2 separate regions of the Capra hircus genome follow, and region 2 is linked to region 1. A link is a contact called in public Hi-C data. All regions are on one chromosome and are shown on one strand. The core of a region is the stretch at or near the end of the contact, and the rest is flanking DNA. Distances in the headings are between cores, read along the strand shown. Region 1 holds the start of LOC108633841 (zymogen granule protein 16 homolog B-like). Region 2 overlaps FLYWCH1 (FLYWCH-type zinc finger-containing protein 1).

Region 1 (6,785 bases), core at 2,223-4,722:
GAGTTCATGGATTCCTCCATTTTCCCTACAGACTCCAAGTTAAAACCACAAAGTGACCCTCCTGTGTGGACTATAGCCTGCCAGGCTCCCCTTTCCATGGGATTCTCCAGGCAAGAATACCATGGGATACCATGCCCTTCACCAGGGGATCTTCCTGACCCAGGATTCAAACCTGGGTCTCCACACATTGTAGGCAAGATTCTTTACCATCTGAGCTACCAGAGAAGCCCAAGTGACCCTCAATGGCATTTAAATTTAAAATTAGAGAAGAGGAACATGTCGGCGAGGATCTCCCCAAAGAGATGAGGATCTGCCTGGAAACCTTCGCTGGTCTGGGGGTCTGAGCCCAGACTTTGCAGCCAGACCTCCTCCCCCTGAATCCTGACTCCTCCACTCGTGCTGTGTGACAGGCCGAGCCTCTGTGTCCTCTGGGCCTGCGCTGCCTCCTTCTGCAAGCCGGGAAGCAGCAGTCCTGTCCCTCTAGGGCTGCCGGGCGGGGAGCTGAGAGGGGACAGGGCGGCCTCTGCACCGTGGCTGAGGGGCAGGCTGCTGTAGTCTGATGGAGGCGTTGAGAGAATGTGCCAGGCCTGGGGGGTGCTTTCCTTTCCCTTCAGGCTGTAACAGATGCCCGCCTTTCAAGAAGTGGGGTCCTGGGGATGCCTGGCTCTGGCCATTCCCATGTTGATCTCTTGGCCTGGAAGGCCTCCCTCCCTTAACCCACCTGGCCAGCTCTCACTCAGCCTTTATATTTAGCGCAGATGTTGCCTCCTCCAGGAAGGCTTCCCTGAAGCACACCCTCCACTGGGCTTGTGCCTGAGCACAGGGCAGTAGACCTGTTACTGTCAATGCAGTTGCAACAGCCAGCTGCCTCCATCAGCTTCTGTATCCACTTCCCATGGGGAGCCCCTGGCTGATCACTGGGCTCTTCATTTCTCTGGTGTCCAAGGATCCATCTGTGGCCTAGGCCTTGGCAAATGTATGCTGAGTGAGTGAATGGGTGAATGAATGATTGAGCGGCTTCCCCAAGCCCCTGCACACTCAGAGAATCCTGGAATTGAGCCTGGACAGCTCAGGGCCCCTGGATGGCCTTGCAGCAGAGAGCTGGGGTGGGGCTTCTGGGAGCCCTGAATCCGCAGAGATTATGGGAGCGGCTGGGGGCTGCATGGCAGGCCCTGCATCCTGTCGGAATCACCCAGCCCTGGGGTGTCGGACCCCCTCCTGCCTCCTCCTGCAGCTCTGCTCAGTGAGCTCCGCCCTGGAGGCCTCATCCCCACAAGCTCAGAAGGCTCGTTCGCATCCCAGGCCAAGGAGCACCCTGGACCCACTGTCGCTGCAGAAGCTGGATTTATTGGTGGATTCTGATTCAGGGCTGCAGTCAGGTCCCTGCCGCCTTGTGCCCACCACCAACCAGATGGCCTTGGCAGGGTAACCCACGGCCCAGCCCTGGAAACTTAGGAATGGTCATTTCTCTTTGGTTGAAGTGCTATTTGTTTAAGTATGAAGGATAACCCCATTCAAAGCCAATGCTGGTAATGCCCAGAAGCCTGTAGTGGCCGCAGACTCTGGTGAGCACTTTGTCACTGTCATCAGGGAAGTCAATAAAGGTGTTGCCATCTTCCTTCCCAAATGGGAACACCCTCCCTTGGTCCGTGTATATGACCAAGTAGCGGAGGAAATTCTTATAGGCACCGTAGATTCCTGTAATGTGTTCTTCCGGAAGCAGAATGAATTCCTGAGGGGTCCCACCTGGGGCTCCATATTTCTCACTCCAGGAAGAGCCATATCTCACCTGGATACTGAGAGGAAAGGGGAGATTTGAAGACCCAGGATATGGGTGACCCTCCAATCCCCAGTCCTCTAAACAGCTCATCCCCCAATGTCACCCGCAAGGACAGCCTGTCACTGCAGAATAAGTGCCTGAGCACGTGACTTTGGTGCCTTCCTGGTCTCAACCCCTGCGCTGACACTTTCAGGCTCTGTGATTTGGGGCTTCTTGACCAGCCTCTCCTGGCCTCAGTTTGCTCATCTGCAAAGTGGGACTGATTTGGGGGAGCAGTCACTGAGATCTTCCATCAGGAGAGCTTCCCAAGGTGCACAGTCACCAGGACCCTCAGGAGGTGCAGCTGGTCTCACGGCTCAGAGCAGGGAGCTGACCCCGGGCCCAGTATTTGTAGTCCCAGTCACTGCACTAGGCCAGGTGGGGGCCTCAGGAGCAGGTGACCCGTCTCCGTGACCTTCCCCCACCTCAGTGTCCATCCCAGTGTCCCCTCCTCACTGGCCCCGCCCACACTCTGGCCCCCATGGTGCCTGCTGCTCTGGCCCATTCCTTCTCCCCAGTTCCCTGGGGCCCCGTAAATGCAGAGCAAATATCTACCCCAGGCCTGGCGCAAAGCCCCCATTTAACTTAACCATTAGGGGAAGACCTGGGCTTGCTGCGTCTACGCCTCTAGTGTTCAATCAGCGGTCCACTCTGACCCTCCTTCCTTTTCTCTTTGACCCTAACCTGGGCAGAACTTCTGCTTTCCCATAGGCATTCTCAGACTGAGAGACCATTTCTGGTTGAGCTGAGTTGGGGTTGAAAGGAGACAGTGGGGAGAAGCACCCCTCCCTTTCGGCCATCCCAGGAAGCAGAGGCCGGACTTGCAGGAGGAGAGCGGAGGGGAGAGGGCTGGGGTGCAGGGGAGGAAAGAGCAGAGGAAGAGGGCCAGACAGAAGGTGCTGGCTGGGGGCTCCAGGACCCCAAGGCCCCAGCTGACTCAGGAGACATCAGCACCCCAGTGAGGGTGCTGGGAGGAGGGACCAGCCCCCTCCCCAGGTTCCCGAGACTGGGGCAGGGGCTGGGATGCAGTGAGGGACTCCAAGCCCTGCTCAACTCACCTCTTGATTAGGCCCTGAGGACCTATGAACACTCGAATCCCAGTGATATCGTTTTGGAAGTCTCTAGAGGTACAGAAATAGGTACCTCCTCCAGGCCCAAATGTCTCTATTATATGAAAGAACCAGGTGGGGAAGAGGAAAAAATAAACACACAGTGACATGTTGGCTATTTCTGCCCAGAGGAGGACACAGCCCCTCCAGACGAGGGGACAGGACTGAGAGCAGAGTCTGTCTGTGACAAGGGCTGGCCCAGACCCCAGCCCTGGAAGGAGGGAGGGGAGTGAGAGGGGCCTCCAGGGGGGTAGGGTGGGGGCACCCCCAGCCAGACTTACTCCCTGCCCAGCTGGTGGGGCTCCACAGGAGGGCGAGGGTCAGCCACAGCAGCATGGCTTCCGGCTGGAGAGTCAAGGGCTCCTGGGGAGAAGAGGACAGGCCATCCCATCTCAGAGAGGGGCCTCCCCTGACCTCATGGGCCTAAGCATGGCTGGGGGCGGGGCCTTACTGGGCCTGCGGAGTCCTGTGGTCCCGTCCTGGTGCTGGGAGTCTTTTGGCACCTGGATGTCCGCCACTGGACCTTTTATACCCTCCTGGGCCATGTGGGCCCCCCTCCAGGAGGAAGGAGGCAGGGGTCAGCAGGGGGCAGGAAGGAGCTGGTGGGGGTCTTCCTGGGGGAATCCCCAGAGCCATCCAGGGGGAGGCTCCCGGACGTGCTCTGTGGTTGTCTTGGCCCCGCAGCCCACACAAATACAAGGAGACAATGACAGGTATTTTACTCTCACCTCTGGGTCTCTCTTCTGGGCCCTTGCACTTGACCTTGACATTAGAGGTGGGGGAGGTGTCCTGAGAGCCCTTCCCAGTTGGCCTAACAGGGTCAGCCTCACAGGGGTGCTTCAGGGTAGCTGCCCGCAGAGCTTCGTGGGGCCCAGGGCTCCTGCCTCATGCAGAACCCGGGTCAGGGTCCAGAACCCCCAAGCGATGACAAGGAGAAGGGGGGCAGGTAGTGGCCTGGCATGTGCACAGCCTCACTGGGGAACAGCTGGCTGCCAGGAACCGGGGACTCCGGCTTCATCAGGATGGTAGTGCGGGGGTCTTGGTGTCGGGTGGAGGCCCTGTCTAGCTGCCACCTCCCTACTTACATCATGACCCGGAGCCAGGGGTCAGCACACTGCTATCTGCAGGCCAAGTCCCGCCTGCCATCGCTTCTTACACAATCCGTGAGCTAAGAATACATTTTGCATTTTAAATGATTAGTAAAAATTCAGTAGAATAATGTGAGATTTGAAAAGTTCATGAAATGTCAATGCCATTGCCAATAAACAAGTGTTACCACCCTTTTGCGTTTCCCTGCAGGCTCAGCGGTAAAGAACCCGCCTGCAATGCAGGAGATACAGACAGGGCTTCGATCCCTGAGTCAAGAAGGTCTGCTGGAGGAGGGCATGGCAACCCACTCCAGAATTCTTGCCTGGAGAATCCCATGGAGAGAGGAGCCTTGTGGGCTACAGTCCACGGGGTCACATAAAGTCGGACACGACCGAGCAACTCGGCACACATGGAGCAGAGAGCAGCCTTGTCCAGAATCTGGCTCCTCCTTCTGGGCCTGCACTGGCCCACCTGGACAGGCTCCTTGGGGCTCAGGCCCCCTGACTCCTGTGGCAAAGATGAGGTCTTCACCTGACCTCCAGAGCTCCACACACACCCCCAGAGGCCTCCAGCCCTGTGATGCCTTTGGGCTGGGGAAGGGTAGCGCCAGCTAGCTGCAGGGGGCAGAGAAGCCCTCCCAGGGCCCCGGATCCTCCTGGGGAGGCAGAGACGCAGGAGGCCTAGAACCCTGGCAGGTACAGCTGCTGGAGGAAGGGGCCCAGAGGAGGCACAAAGTGGCTTGTGTTCCTGTCCCAGCCCAGCGCCAGGCGCTTCTGCTAATGCTGCCAGTTAGGATGCTTCATTCTCACTGCAGACTTCCAGGGTGTGAGCCCAAAAGCAGGGTTTGTCTGGCCGAGACTCCAGGATGCAGTACCTGGGGTGGGGGTTGGAGGAAGTATTGGCTGCCAGATTGGACAAGGAGGGGATGAGGGCACTTCCTCAAGGGCGCACGGGCAACGCATTATCCTAGAGGGCAGTGCATGGTTATCAGGGACACACACGCACACACGTGCTTTCAGAATGCATGTGTGCAACACAGGATGCACCTTCTAACGTTTGCCCAGCTACCCCTACACCCAGGAGTTTGCACTTGCCCTGAGCAGTCATGTGCACCATGCACACCTATGCTGGAAGCCCGGTCCCCAGAGGAGCCCTGCCCTCTTGGTCACCCGGGCCCAGTGCTGGCTCTGAGCCCACTGGGGAGATTTAACACAGGCCCTTTGTCCCTGGGGATCAGAGTTGCGCACAAGGGGGTTTAGGAGCATTGAGACCATAATCCCCTCTGTGGGCGTACCCCGGATCTCAGTCTGCCAGGAGCCCGGAACAACTGGGTCCCCTTCTCCCAGCCGGGGCAAACGCTGGGCCAACTGGCATGTGGGTCAGGGGCAGGTCAGGACTGACATCTCTTGCCTCCCTCCCTGCTGTGCTCTGCAGCCTTAGGACAGCCGATTGAGGCCTCGGTCGCCAGCACACTCAGAGCTGGTGGGCTCCTCCCTGCGGCCCCTCAGCAGGAAGCCCCTGCCTTGCTTGCTTGGAGGCTGGATCCTGCGTCCCAGGCTCAGGCTCCCGAGGCAGGGCAGGGGGTGCTGGCTCCCACAGGCGGCCTCATCTGATGTCCAAGGCCCCAGGAATCAGATGGAAGATCCTGCTGTGCAGGGTAGTGGGGAGATCAAGAAGGGAAGGGGCATTCTGTCCCAATCCCAGGAGAAGTCCAAAGCTGGCCTTTGTGCCTGGTGGGGCTTCCCTGGTGGCTCAGATGGTAAAGAATCTGCCTGCAATGCAGGAGACCTGGGTTCCATCCCTGATTTGGGAAGATTCCTTGGAGAAGGAAATGGCTATCCACTCCAGGATTCTTGCCTGGAGAATCCCATGGACAGAGGAGCCCGGCGGGCTGCAGTCCCTGGGGCTGCAGAGTCGGAAATGACTGAGCGACTTTCCCTTGCTTGCCTTTGGGGGGCTGTTGCCACACTAGGTGGCCCCCTCCGAAAGGACAACTTGGCTGTGCATTTCTGAAGCCCTCGATTCTCCGCCTTTACTCACTCCTTTAAAAATCTCACTGAATGCTCTAAGCAAAACATTTTTCTCCAGCTTTCTGCAGAGAAACTCAATACTTTTAATGGAATGCCAGGTAGCCCGGCCACACGTTTTTGTCTAATCTTATATGTAATTAAAGTCCCATTAGTGCAAGTGCTGAAAATAAAATAACCTCCACCCAAGGGTCAGGTTGACGGAGGCAAGATCTCCAGGTTCAGTTCCCCGAGGCTGCCCTGATACAAGCGCTTTTCACCTGGTGTATCAGTCAGCCTGGGCTGCCGTAACCGATACTGCAGACCGGGGGCAGGGGGAGGGGCTCAAACAACAGAGGTTTATTTCTCACAGTTTTGGAGGCTGGAAGTCCAAGATCAAGGCTCCAACGGACTCAGTTCTTGGTGAGGGCTTGCTTTCTGGCCCAACCCACTGCAGGGAGTTAACCAGACTGAGGTTTTCTGAGAGCCTGTCATGAACCCCAGATCCACTGATTTCTGCCTACAAACCCCTAGACCCATATCAATGCAAGCCCATCTGCCTACCTCTCTTTTTTAATTTAATCAACTTTAAACTTTTGTCTGTTCTAGGTCTTCCTTGTTTTGCGTTGGCTTTCTCTAGTTGCGACAAGTGGGGGCTACTCTGTAGTTGCGAGTATGGGCTTCTCGTTGCGGTGGCTTCTCTCATTGTGGAGCACAGGCTCTAGACATGCAGGCTTCAGTGCGTGGGCTCAGTAGTTGTGA
Region 2 (6,969 bases), core at 1,965-4,464, 110 kb after region 1:
TGGCAGCACTGCTTGGCTTTCAGGCTCTTAGTTCCAAGACCAGGGAGTGAACCTGAATCCATGACCGTGAAAGCACTGAGTCCTGGTCCAGGGAATTCTCTATAAGGATTTTTTTTAAACAACTTTATTGAGATATGGTTTGCATAGCACACAGTTCCCCCATCTAAAGTGTAGAATTCAGTGTTTTTAGTGTATTCACAGTCAACTTTATAACATTTTCATTCCCTCAAGAAGAAACCCTTAGCATCACTCCTGAATCTCCCCCTCCTTCCTGTCTGACCCCCATCAACCACAAATCTAATTTCCGTCCCTAGTAGACATCTCATGCAAATGGGTTCATACCACGTGCTAACTTTAGTGTCTGGGATCTTTCGCTGAGCATACTGTCTTCAAGGCTCATACACATGGTAACATGTATCAGAACCTCATTCCTTTTGTTCTGTTGTCTAGTTGCTCAGTCGTGTCTGACTCTTCTGCGACCCCAGGGACTCTAGCCCATGAGGCTTCTCTGTCCATGGGGTTTTCCAGGCAAGGTGGGTTGCCATTTCCTTCTCCAGGGGATCTTCCCAACCCAGGGATTGAACCTGTGTCTTCTGCTTGGCAGGTGGATTTTTTTTTTTTTTTTTTTTTTTTTAACCACTGAGCCATAGGCAAGCCCTCATTCATTTTTAAGGCTGAATAAATTCCATTGCATGGATAGACCACATACAAGCCAGACCAGGTGTTTGGGAGAGAAGCATGGATTTTGGATTAACCCAGCAGGTGCCGATGCTGCACTCAGGCCAGAGAGGAAGATGGCGGTCTGAAGAGTCAGGGGGCAGGTGCTAGATGGCCTGGCAGAGAAGGAAGGGGTGTGAACTGTTCCAGAAAGTCTAACTGTTGAGGGAAGGAGGGGTTTTGTGAGCTTCTGTTTTAGGATTTAGGAGACATGAGAAGCTTAGGCATCTTTGACTCAAAGGACATGAGTTTGAGCAAAATCTGGGAGATGATGAAGGATAGAGAAGCCTGGCGTGCTGCAGTCCACAGGGTCACAAAGAGTCGGACACGACTGAACAACAACGAGAAGCTAAGGCCGGAGAACTCTAAATGCAGAGACCCAGAGGAGGCAAAGAGGCTTGGGGACCAGGGAAAGCAGATCATTCAGATGGAGAAAGGGCCCTGGTGTGGGGGTACCAAGGAAACTGGACTGGATACTTCGTCCTCCAAATCAGGATAAAATCTGTATGCTCTCTTTATCCAGACAGTGATGAGTCATTAGAGCTTAAGAAGCATTCCTCCTCAATGGATGAACTGTGAAACAGAAATTGTAAAATTCAGAATCACAGAGGAATAACTTTCATCAGAAATGTGCATTGTGTGGAGAACCTCATTCATCAGTATGATAGATGGAGCGTTACTATGTATAGTTTGCTATAGTTGTGGGGTTTTTAAAATAATTTTATTTGCATGTGTGGTAAAATAAACATAAAAATTTACTACTTTAACCACTTTTAAGTGACAGTTCAGTGTCACTTAGTTGTTCAGTCACATAGTTGTTCAATCATCACCACTGCCCATCTCCAGAAATTTTTCATCTTCCCAAACTGAAACAGTCCCCATGAGTGCCTGAGCAGTCGTGTCTGACTATGACATAGCCCACCAGGCTCCTCTGTCCATGGGATTCTCTGGGCAAGGATGCTGGAGTGGGTTGTTGAACCCACATCTCCTCTCCCGTGTCTCCTGCACTGCAGGCGGGTTCTTTACCAGGGATGCCCAAAATGGTCCCCATTAAACACCAAGTCCCCAGTCCTCCTCCCCACCAGCCCCTGTCAACTGCTGTTGGACTTTCTGTCTCTATGAATTTGACTAGCTGCATCATGTAAGTGGAATCATAGAGCATTTGTCCTTTTGTGTTTGGCTTATTTCATATTACAGATGCTTAAAATGCACAGTTCTCATTTGATATCCTTTATACTCAATATTTTGTTCCTCTCACTGAGTTACCAGTCTTTCAAATGTGAGCATCTGAGGGATTTAAAATTTGTGTTGGATGACACTTAGAGTTCAAGAGTTCAAAAGCACTTTGATATTGGATATTCCATATCCATTAGTATTATTCCATCTATCAAAAAGTCAAAACTGACTATGTTCAGTTGCTTGCCAAGAGTGTCAGTTACTACTGCATAACAAATGAGCCCTGATCTTACTGGCTTAAACTAACTGTAGTCTATTATTGATCAGGGTTCCATGGGGTGCCTGGGCCACTTTTCCCTGGCTCTTTCTTGTGGTTACACACAACTGGAGGGTCACTGAACTTGACAGTGGAAATGGTCTCCCTCCAGACCTGGCAGTGCCTCCATCCCCTGTGTGTAGCCCCTCATATAGCTTCCTTCCCTGGCAGTCTCAGGGCCCCTGTCTCAGAGGGTGACCCCCCACAGCAAGCTTCTGCCATGCTCTATTGGCTACAGCAAGTGACCAGTCCAGGCTGGAGACCAGTTCAGGTTCAAGACCACATTGCAGAGGGCCCTGCATACTTTATGGGAGGGTTTGTGGTCATTAAACAGTCTACACTTTAAGGCACTTTAGTGGCTGAGAATGGGAACCCTCAATCAAATCTAAATTGCAGCCTGTTGCAAGGACCCAAGCCTTTCCACAGCCTGTGGTCAGTCACAGTTGGAGGTCTTTTGTTGCACTGGAATTTGTTCCATATCCTTTGAGGTACATGCACACGCTTAGTCGCTCAGTCATGTATCATTCTTTGCAACCCCAAGGCCTGCAGCCTGCCAGGCTCCTTTTGTCCATGGGGATTCTCCAGGCAAGAATACTGGAGTGGGTATATTTTAAGCTTTGTAAACAGAAGCTTCAGTTGAGAGAATTACACTGCCTCGGGGTGCCCGTGACTGTGGGTGAAGTTCCACCGGAATGTGGGGGTTCTGTGTCGGAAGGCTTTGGCCTCTGATCGCATGAGACTGAGGTCAGGGTCCTTGCTGCCTCCACTGCGGACCGAGCGCAGGGTCCCATAGGAATGTGTGTGCTGGGTGGGCAATGACCGCAACATTTTGGCGGCCTGAGCTGCCTGAACGGCCTGTGGAAGGGAGGGCTGGCTCCCTGCGGTCTTTCGCCATGTCGTGGGAAGGACGCTGGGTCGATACCGCGTTCCTCAGCCCCTCAACCCCCGGCGCTCAAGCCGCGGAGGCGGGCATCCGGCGGACGGACGTGCGCCGGGGCCAATCAGCGCGCGGGGACGGGGCGGTAAAGGGGGCGGGGCTGCTCTAGGAAGCCTTTCCCTCCAGAGCGGCCGCGCGCGCGCGGAGGCGCCTCCGCTGCCCCGCCTCGGCCATCACACGTGTCCCCGGGTCCCCAGGGCCGCCGCGCCCGCCTGAGGGGCGGGGTGGGCCGCACAGGGGCCGCGGGGGTTGGAGGATGACACTAGAGGAAGGATCTGGCCGGGGAATCCGTCAGGCGTCCCCTTACCAGTTTCCTAGGTTTCCTTGAGTCCCCGCCCGTCAGGACAGGGCTTTGCTCCTGCCCTCGATGGCCTTGGCTCTGCCTCCTCGGGGACTCAGGAGCGCCGCGCGTGGTCTGATAGACCTTGGGGAGCTGCATGTGGGCCCCAGACCAGGAAACGCCACGCGGCAGGAATGGAGGACCCGGGGTGACAGCTCACAGATGGGGAAGCCGAAAGGCTGAGGTCCGATTCTGGGCTGTTACTGAGAGGTGGGAAAGGGCCAGACATGCATCCCACCCAATCCTCCGAGAAGATAAAGCAGTCACTAACGCCCCCATACCGATGCCCCAGGGCCGGGGTTTCCAGGCCAACCCTGCCCCTGCCAGCCATCCTTTCTGTTTCTCCAGACCAGCAGCCAGGGAGCCCTCAGTGACCACGGCTCCTCTGGACACCTCCACAGCCCTGTCCCCACTCAACTGGGGCAGCGCCATCACCAGCTCAGACAGAAGTCGCTGCCCTCGTGGGGCCCTGGCATCCCCTAGCCCTGGGCGGCCCGGGCCTCTGGCCTGGGATGGGGACTGGATCTGTTTGTGAATCCAGAGTCCGGCCTCCCAGGGCCAGGCTCCCCTCTGGGGCCTGCAGAGTGCCCTGGGGGCCCAGCCCCCGCTCCTGGTGACACAGACAGAGTGTCGGGGTGAAGGGCAGGGGCCTTCTGGGAGGGTCGGTGACCTGAGCTCACATCCCCCAAGTGCTTTTCCCCGATGCCCGTTGCTCAGGGAGACCGGCTCCCGTCATCCTGGACCAGGTAGCCCAGGCGCAGTGCGGGGCGGGCCTTGGGCCAGCTCGACCGGACCCGCAGCTATGCTCCATGGCCGTGTGCCTCCGTGGTCTCATCTGTAACCTGGGGCGATGAGAACAACTTCCATAACATGGAGTGAAGGTTAAATGGGACAAACCCGTGGAAGCACTCGACCCCGAGCTCAGCAACTGTGGGCCTGGATTCCTAGTAGCTCACAACTGTCAGTACCTTGGTCACCCCAGCAGCCCCTGGAGAGCCCTGTTTCTGGCCCATTTTACAGTTGGGGAGTGAGGTTTGGCTGGGGAAGGTGATGGTCCCAAGGCTGCCAAGACAGCAGACATGCCGGCCCGGGTTCTCCAGCTCCATTCAGGTCCTTCCCCAAGGTGGGAGCGGGCGTGGGGGGCCCAGGGCAGCCCCACCTGCCCTATCCTCCAGCCCAGATTCCTCTTGAACCCTGGCCCAAGGGCCCCTCCACTGATGGGATTTTTTTTCCCATGTGAGATCTTAGTTCCCCAACCAGGGATCAAACGTATGTCTCCTGCATTAGAAGCCCAGAGTCTTATCCACTGGACTGCCAGGGATGTCCCCGCTGATGGGATTTTGTCTCCTCCCTTAGGACAGAGCCCCTGGACTGCCAGGTTCCTTGCAGGGAGGTGGAGGACAAATCCTACTGAGACCTGAGCGTGGCCTGGGGGCCCGGCCGCCCATCCCAAAATGCCCCTGCCCGAGCCCAGCGAGCAGGAGGGCGAGAGTGTGAAGGCAGGCCAGGAGCCCTCCCCTGAGCCCCCTGAGCCAGGCACAGATGTCGTCCTCGAATCCCCCGTGAAGCCCATGGAGTTCTCTGAACTGGTCCTCCTGGCGGCCTCCACTGAGAGCGGCGATGGAGTGGACACCCAGCCTGAAGAAGTGCACTGCGTCCTCACCCTGGAGATGGCTGACCCCGATACCTTGGCCGGCACTCCCCAGATCCTGCCAGTAGAGGAACAGTGTGCGGTGGTCCAGCCAAGGCCCCAGACCCAGGCACTGAAACCCAGCAAGCCAAACATTGGTGAGTTCCAAGCCAGCTGCCCCCAACCAGCCACTTTGTGGCCCTGCGTGCTCAGACTTGGGCTTTTCCAGCAGGGTGGCCTTGGCCATCCCTTCCCTGCTCTGAGCAGGGCCTCCCTGACCTTGTCCCAGGCTGGTGTGGCGAGGGCAGGAAAGTGTCCCTGGGCGCCCCAGCCCGTGTTCCCGTCCACACCCCTGGCCGCAAGCCTTGCTCCAGGTCAGCTGACCTGCCCCCCGCCTTGTCTTCTGCAGTCACCCAGCCCCTGGAGTTCCTGAGGACCCCGTTTGGGGGCCGCCTGCTGGTGCTGGAGTCCTTCCTGTACAAGCAGGAGAAGGCCGTGGGGGACAAGGTGTACTGGAAGTGCCGCGAGCACACTGAGCTGGGCTGTCGGGGCCGGGCCATCACCCGTGGCTCGCGGGCCACGATCATGCGGGGCCACTGCCACCCACCCGACGAGGAGGGCCTGGAGGCCCGGCGCCAGAGACAGAAGCGGCCCGGCCCGGCCCTGCCCGAGGGCTTGGCGGGTTCCCAGGGCCCTGGCAGTGGGGTGGAGGAGCCCCTGGAGGGGGCGGGCCCGTGGCTGTGCCCTGTGGAGCCAGAGCCGACCCCAGGCCCGGTGCTGAGCTACCTGGCCCCCGAGGAGGACGAGGGGCTCCGAGCCCTGGCGCTGCTGAGATTGCCCCCGAAGAAACGCTCGACGCTGGGGAGCAGTAAGTGCCCCCCACCCTGGCCTTACCCTTGAGCAGGCGGGAACCATGCCCCTCTCCTCTGCCCAAAGACACACCCGGGTCCTTTGTGGCTTCTTAACACACTCAAAGTCAAAAAACGATTTTAAAAATATAAAGGTGTCCCAATAATCATTAAGCCCGTGGGGGTAGAAGCAGTGCTCATGGACCGGGCGGCCCAGGTCCTCCTGGAGCTTCCTGAGGCACAAACCAGAGGTTTGTGGGCCCCACGGAGTGCTGGCAACCTTTGAAGTTTGGGGAGGTGGGCCTAGTGGGAGACGTCAGCTTCGTGGCCCGGGTTCAAGGTCCGGCCCCACCTCACGTGCCTGGCAGCCTTAGTGAAGTTCTGCAGGTTCACAAGATAGGCTGTGGTCTCTCTGTGAGGGGCCTGGGCACTGATGGGTGGGAAATGCCAGCCCCAGTCCAGCGTGTGCTGTCGCTGAGTCACTGCTAGATGGAGTCTTTGCAGAGGTTTTCATTCTTCATCTGTTTGTTGGCTTTCGTTTTGTTTTTGCAGAGGTTTTATTAGCAGTCACTAGGGAGGTGGGCTTGGTCCCTGAGGCCGTGGGCCTCCTAACCTGCGAAGGATTGAAGAGTTCAGGGATTTAAGGGGCTGGGCGCAGGGTGTGTGCCTCTCAGGTGTGTCTTCTGGTCCCATTTTATTTTATGGAGTGTGCCTGTGTTGCTCAAAAACTAGATCCAATTTTCAAACAAACTCTGAGCCAAAGTATGGCCGGGAGTGACACGTCAGAGCTGGCTCGGCCCTCCCCACCAGCCCCGCCCCGAGACCACCCCCACTGGCCACCAGTTGAGGGGCATGGCCTCTGGCTCGCTGGGCAGGCGGTCTGTAGGGGCACACCTGGAGCCCCCACGGCCGGTGCCCACCCAGCCCCCCACCCCGCTTCCTCCCCCAGGAGGGCCCCCGCCCCTGGAGTTCCTGCGGACCTGCTATGGGGGCAGCTTCCTGGTG

Evidence for each region. A called contact is a pair of places that touch in the nucleus more often than the background predicts.
Region 2: a contact with region 1 is called in a Hi-C map of blood, with 4 times the contacts expected there. The contact joins the enhancer-like site here to the promoter of LOC108633841 in region 1. A contact is called at or near these places in 2 of 5 Hi-C or Micro-C datasets (both in blood).

The regions. Positions count from the first base shown.
Region 1 is chr25:2,118,574-2,125,358 of ARS1.2, forward strand. It overlaps LOC108633841 (zymogen granule protein 16 homolog B-like), which reads right to left and starts at 3,473. Exons shown (of 4, transcript XM_018039850.1): 1 at 3,375-3,473; 2 at 3,210-3,291; 3 at 2,878-2,983; 4 at 1,484-1,796. The coding sequence starts at 3,473. The coding sequence ends at 1,484.
Region 2 is chr25:2,232,692-2,239,660 of ARS1.2, forward strand. It overlaps FLYWCH1 (FLYWCH-type zinc finger-containing protein 1), which reads left to right. Exons shown (of 9, transcript XM_018040156.1): 2 at 4,843-5,274; 3 at 5,526-5,984; 4 at 6,914-6,969. The coding sequence starts at 4,941. Among named protein-coding and RNA genes, the nearest start is that of FLYWCH1, 14 kb to the left of the region's middle. Within about 2 kb of position 3,215, at least 3 of the 5 cell types and tissues checked have an H3K27ac peak or open chromatin away from gene starts, as enhancers often do.